Regions from separate parts of the Zea mays genome. Here region 1 is linked to region 2. Evidence: chromatin contacts called from public Hi-C data. All regions are on one chromosome and are shown on one strand. Each heading gives the region's core, a stretch centred on a gene start, on an enhancer-like site or on the middle of the called end of the contact. The rest is flanking DNA. Distances are from core to core; before and after follow the strand shown.

Region 1 (2,700 bases), core at 140-2,639, 310 kb before region 2:
TGTAGCAGAAATAGGGGGCTAGCTTTGGCTCTAGCGAGACAAGGGTGTGTCACCATCATTATCCTTTCCTGTTTGTTAAGCGAGAAGCGAGTGAGAAGAACAAACCTACGCGTTTCGCACATGACGCACGATGACCACGGAAACTAGTATTGATTTGGTGATCATCAGATTATGCGATAGATGTGTTTTCGACTGTTGTGTTCTACTATTCTAAGCATTGGGGAGGTCACTAGATTGATAAACTATATGTAGAGGGAGAATTTCTTAGAACCCCCTGCCCCTTTCCCTTCCTTCCCTTCATAAGATTTCTTAGGTCCACTTTGAGCTGAGATGGATTCGTCCCAATAGTGTTCTGGGTGCTCCTATTTCTTGATTTTTACATGAAGTTTGTACTGCTACCGACGATGGCAACAACCGCTCGGGCGAGCTCCGGGCGGGAATGGAGGTTAGAGCAATGGAGCGAGAGCGAGAAGACTTCTCAATGCCTTGCCTCTAGCGAGATAATGCCTTATGGAGGTGTCATCGCCATTACCCCCCTCTGTTTGTTAAGCGAGAAGCGCGACACAGAATAAACCTACGTGATTTGCTTTATATAGTACTGCCTCCGTCCACATGAATTTGTCTTTTTATGTTTGTCCTAAGGGCTTGCTTGGTTGGATTGTGGCTGTAAAAAAGCTGTTGCGGGCCATGAGATGTGAAAAAAGCTACTATGTGTTGTGAACGGCTAAAATGTTATAAACCGTTTGGTGAAAACTACTAAAAGCCGATAAAAATTCTTCTATTCATATTTTTACAGTTTCATCCGAAAGCCGCTAGTCCAGAGTTGCATTCAATTTTGCACTACGAGAACGTCGGCTTTTAGTAAAAATTGCTTTCTGGATCCATCCATTTGATTTAGCTTTTAGGGACAAAAGTTCAAGCTAAACCAAACTAAACACACGTCAAACTATTAACTTTGATCAGCAACAATATATATAGGATTAAATCATTTTAAACTAAAAGAATTATAGTTTAAGTTACGATGAACTTAGTAATTTTTTATGAAGCATATAGGATAACCGGTCAAAACAACAAACTTATGTGGGGAGTAGAGAAGAGGTATAAAGGGAAATGGTTGTTCAGAGTATTATGGCGTGCTCCCACGCTTCGTAATAAATATATAAACATAAATAAATGGAACAATTGGATCTATACCATTAAAAGATCCAAACTTTAGATATATACCATGGACCCCACATGTCATTGACTCATGTGGACCCACATGTAAGTGAGATAGTAATGGTATGGATCCAAAGTGGTGATCTTTTAATGGTATAGATCCAAATTTCCCTAAATAAATTGTGGGGGAAATCTCAATTCGCTTGCCGCAAAACACAGCACTAGAAAATCGATGACCTAAATTCCATAGAGAGAGCGAGAGAAAAAAATCCCAATCCATCCACCCTCGCCGCGAGATCGCCGGGCGCCGCCATGTCGACTCCAGCCGCCGCCTACTACGCCGCCGCCGCGCGCAAGCAATACTTTTGCTACCAATGCAACCGCACCGTTCTCATCGCGGCCTCCGCCGCCGCCGCCGGGGAGCTCTCGTGCCCCGAGTGCCACGGCGACTTCCTCGAGGAGGTCACCGTCCCTGCCCCCACCTTCATCCCGCTGCCCTTCCCGTTCCCCTTTGCCCCCACCACGATCCCCGCCGCCAGCACCACCCCGGCCCCCGCCCCAGCAGCCGGCTCCGGTGGGTCCCCTTCCTTATCGTCCTCGTCCTCTTCCGCCGCGACCTCCCCTTCCCAGCCCAACGACATCTCCTCCATCCTCAACTCCTTCCTGGGACTAGGCGAACAACCCATCAGGGTCGGCGGCTCTGCCTCGCGCGCCGCCGCCGGCACGGCCACCCCCGAGAACGAGCCCGAGCCCTTCGACCCGGTCATGTTCTTCCAGAATTACATCCATAGCCTCGTTGAGGGAGGCGCCAACATCCAGGTCCTCCTCGACGACGCCAGCGTCACCCTCGGCTCCGGACCCGGCCTCGGGCGTATCGGCGGGGCAAGCTTTGGGGATTACTTCGTCGGCCCAGGCCTCGAACAACTCATCGAGCAGCTCGCCGAGAACGACCCCAACCGCTATGGCACGCCGCCGGCTGCCAAATCGGTCCTCTCCTCGCTCCCCGACGTCCTCGTGACTCATGCCATGGTCGCAGCTGCGGAGGGCGCTGAGTGCGCCGTCTGCAAGGAGGATTTCTCGCCTGGAGAGGTGGCCAAGCAGATGCCCTGCAAGCACATCTACCACACTGACTGCATTGTGCCGTGGCTTGAGCTTCACAACTCGTGCCCCATCTGCCGATTTGAGCTGCCTACTGACGATCCTGATTACGAGGGGCGGAAGGGCACTAATCCTCAGCCGGCTGTTGGTGTGGCTGCTGCTGCATCTGGGAGCTCTACTGCTGCTGAGGGACAGATGGAGGAGAGGCAGGAGAATCCAAGGGTGGTTGAGAGGAGGTTCAATGTGTCGCTGCCGTGGCCATTCAGTGGACTGGGAGGGCAAACATCGCAGCAGGATGGGAACAGTGGAGGCAGTGGTAGCAACTCACAAGGAAATGCACAGGATGGTGACCCACCCAGCAACAAGAATTGATCACAAATCAGCTGGAGGTATTTTCAAAATAAAATTCTGCTACCGTTACTAGATATACTAGATATATAGTTT
Region 2 (2,757 bases), core at 180-2,679:
AGAAACCATCCAACTCTAACATAACAGAAAGTCGCACGCAATGCAACACTCCCATACAATACCACCTCGTTAGCTAAAGAATGATGAGCGACCAAACGAGGCATAAAAAAGGGTCGGGCTTCTTTTAACTTATATTTTTATAGGTCTTTTGACTAAGATAAAGTGTAATGTTGTTGTTGTGTACCATAGAAATGCACGGTCATTACATTATTTATTATTATTAAGCAATTGCTTTGCTTTTGTGGGTTGTGTTTGTCTAGAATTTTACTGCCAATAAGGTACAATTGTGCATAATTAGGGTTCAAATCTTGATTGTTGGGTCCACATTCACATCTAACTAACCAACAAACCAAACATAATTTTATATTTTATTAAAACACAATCTATCCATACAACATGTAATATATAGAAACTGTAGCAGTGTAGCAGTGCACAAGTATCTAACTAGTAATGATTCATGCTAAGGATGCGATTGATTGTCTGGGGATTGATGAGGAAGGACCATCGACCATTTTTGTCACATGAACTCAAACAGGTTAGGCATAAAAACAGACATGATTTTATTTAGGTTTCTTATTATGTTTCTTGATTAATGGATTTAATTAAGAAACCGATTTTCATTTTTGTGTTCATAATATTTTATGAACAAAACAGATATCACTTCTATATGAAATATTCTGTTGGCTTCTTTCTCACCTAGCTAACCAATTACCTTTTATTAAAACCCGGTGGAGTTTGAGCTTCTCCCCGCGCTTCACGGGCAGTCCGCCACAGCTCGAACGACGTGTGGCTTGAGTACAGCGTCGTCAGACAGGAACCAGCTTCCGGACCCGAGTTTTTTATGCAATCGAGTTGTGAGTGGTTCCTCCCTACCTCTCCTGTCGCACCTCGCCCTCTCCTTGCCCTGCCCCAGATCTCGGCCTTCAGTCCTCGCTGCCGCCGCGACTTGCTCGCCCCGTCTCCCTCCGGCCCCGCCTCATCGCGGCCGTGGTGGCCAAGGAACACGAGCTCATTGGAAACACTCTTAAATAAAGCTTCCAATGAACAAGACAGGAGCTCGACTTCGCCTAGCTCCGAACAAGCCCGAACAAGCGGTCGACGAGGCGGAGGTCTCGCGTCCTGCGTGCGTCGCGCCGTTGCCTGGCTCCGTCCTCGCCGTTCCTCTGTAGAAGCTGGCCGCTGACCCCCGCCCGCCTCCGCTTGGCCGTCTGGCCGCCCCCCGCGTGGTCACCTAGATGGCTGGCCGCGCCCCTAGATTTGGGTTCCTATCTTGTTAGGACTTCCATCTTCGTTCATTTTGCTGTGTGTCCGTCAGATAGATGACTAATGCATCCTCAAAGTTCTCCAAGGCGGAGCCTTGCATCTTTGTGTGTTTGATTTGGTTGAGCTGCAACCCGTGCTGCTGTCCTTTTCAGTATAAAAAAAAGATTTAGATGTAGGTTGGCATTCGGATGAAAAATGGACCGTGAAAAAAAGGAGGTCCATTCACCTTGTTAAAATCTATACTAGGTCTGGTACAAGAGTGAAACCAATCAAACAATAAGCCTGATCCATTGCATACAGACTCAAGTTAGGCTAGATATTTATAGATGGAACAAATTTTCTTCGCACATGACGGTCTACGTGATTTGCAATATATGGAGCTAAACCAAAATCACACTTGTATACGCTGACATGAATGTTGCAACAAAAAAAAGAACCTCAAGCAATATATTTATCAGGGTTCGACAATGCCACGTTAACTGAAGCCGCATGTTTCAAACTTCTTACTGCATCGTTTTTTTCTTAAAACATATTTTACTGATACTAGAATCTACCATCTCGAACTAAAATTTCGAAATTTCGGAACATTTCATTCAAACAGGAGTTATAGCATAATACAGGCTCCTATCCAACCAGGGAACAGAACTGAGCCATCTAGTCCACAGGTTACATGCCAAAAACGACAAAATTACAATTTGCTCAATGAATTGACATGCAATTCTGGGAGTTGCCATCAATTCGTACAAAAAAAAATATCAAGTCCTGTTAAACGTTTGCTGTGAACCTGGAGGAGGTTGTGTAGGCGGAGGTGGGGGAAGTGACATCTGCATTTGCATATGCATCTGTGCTAGAATACCCCTTCCATCACCTCTATCGGGCATGCCTGTATTCATGGAGCCATCAGGCATGCCCCCAAAACCAGCTTGCATGAAGGCAAGGCCACCACCACCTTGAGGATCACCCGCACCATCAATCATTCCCTGACCAAGGGCCATCGATTGAAATGGATTACTCATCAGCCTCATACCCCATGGGCGCTGAGGCCCCTCAGGGAAACTCATAGGACCAGCTGGAGGCTGGACATTTGACATGGAACCTTGTTCTGATCCAGTATCTGGTAGCTGCATCTGGAAAGGGGCAGAGAAGTACTGAGGGTTTCCATCTTGCTGGAGAGGATAATTGAATGGTGCATTAGGAATCAAAGGCTGATTCATATTCATAGGCATCATAAAGTTTCCCTGGTGAGGAGGAATCGGCGGAAACATAAAAGGTGCATTAGCCATCAATTGCTGCTTGTCCTGAATACTTTGGTCAGATTCTTGGCGAAGTGGAGTCGCCGCACCTGGGCTCTCTTGCCGTGATTGAGAAGCCCAGTTGTAGGCCCGGTCGAATCCTTGAGGTGGATTGTTCTCGGCCTGAGTATCCCCTGGTGGGTACGAATGCCGACCATGGAATGAAGGTGGTTTTGAAAGGGTTGGGGGCCTCAGTGGTGTT

Evidence for each region. A called contact is a pair of places that touch in the nucleus more often than the background predicts.
Region 1: a contact with region 2 is called in a Hi-C map of ear, with 2.2 times the contacts expected there. The contact joins the promoter of LOC100192058 here to the promoter of LOC103626142 in region 2. A contact is called at or near these places in 3 of 25 Hi-C or Micro-C datasets (ear, endosperm and tassel).

The regions. Positions count from the first base shown.
Region 1 is chr5:27,116,620-27,119,319 of Zm-B73-REFERENCE-NAM-5.0, reverse strand. It overlaps LOC100192058 (putative RING zinc finger domain superfamily protein), which reads left to right and starts at 1,389. Exons shown (of 2, transcript NM_001137481.1): 1 at 1,389-2,645. The coding sequence starts at 1,471. The coding sequence ends at 2,628.
Region 2 is chr5:26,808,230-26,810,986 of Zm-B73-REFERENCE-NAM-5.0, reverse strand. It overlaps LOC103626142 (KH domain-containing protein HEN4), which reads right to left and starts at 1,429. Exons shown (of 8, transcript XM_035958980.1): 1 at 713-1,429. It overlaps LOC100274553, which reads right to left. Exons shown (of 3, transcript NM_001148908.2): 3 at 1,816-2,757. The coding sequence ends at 2,019.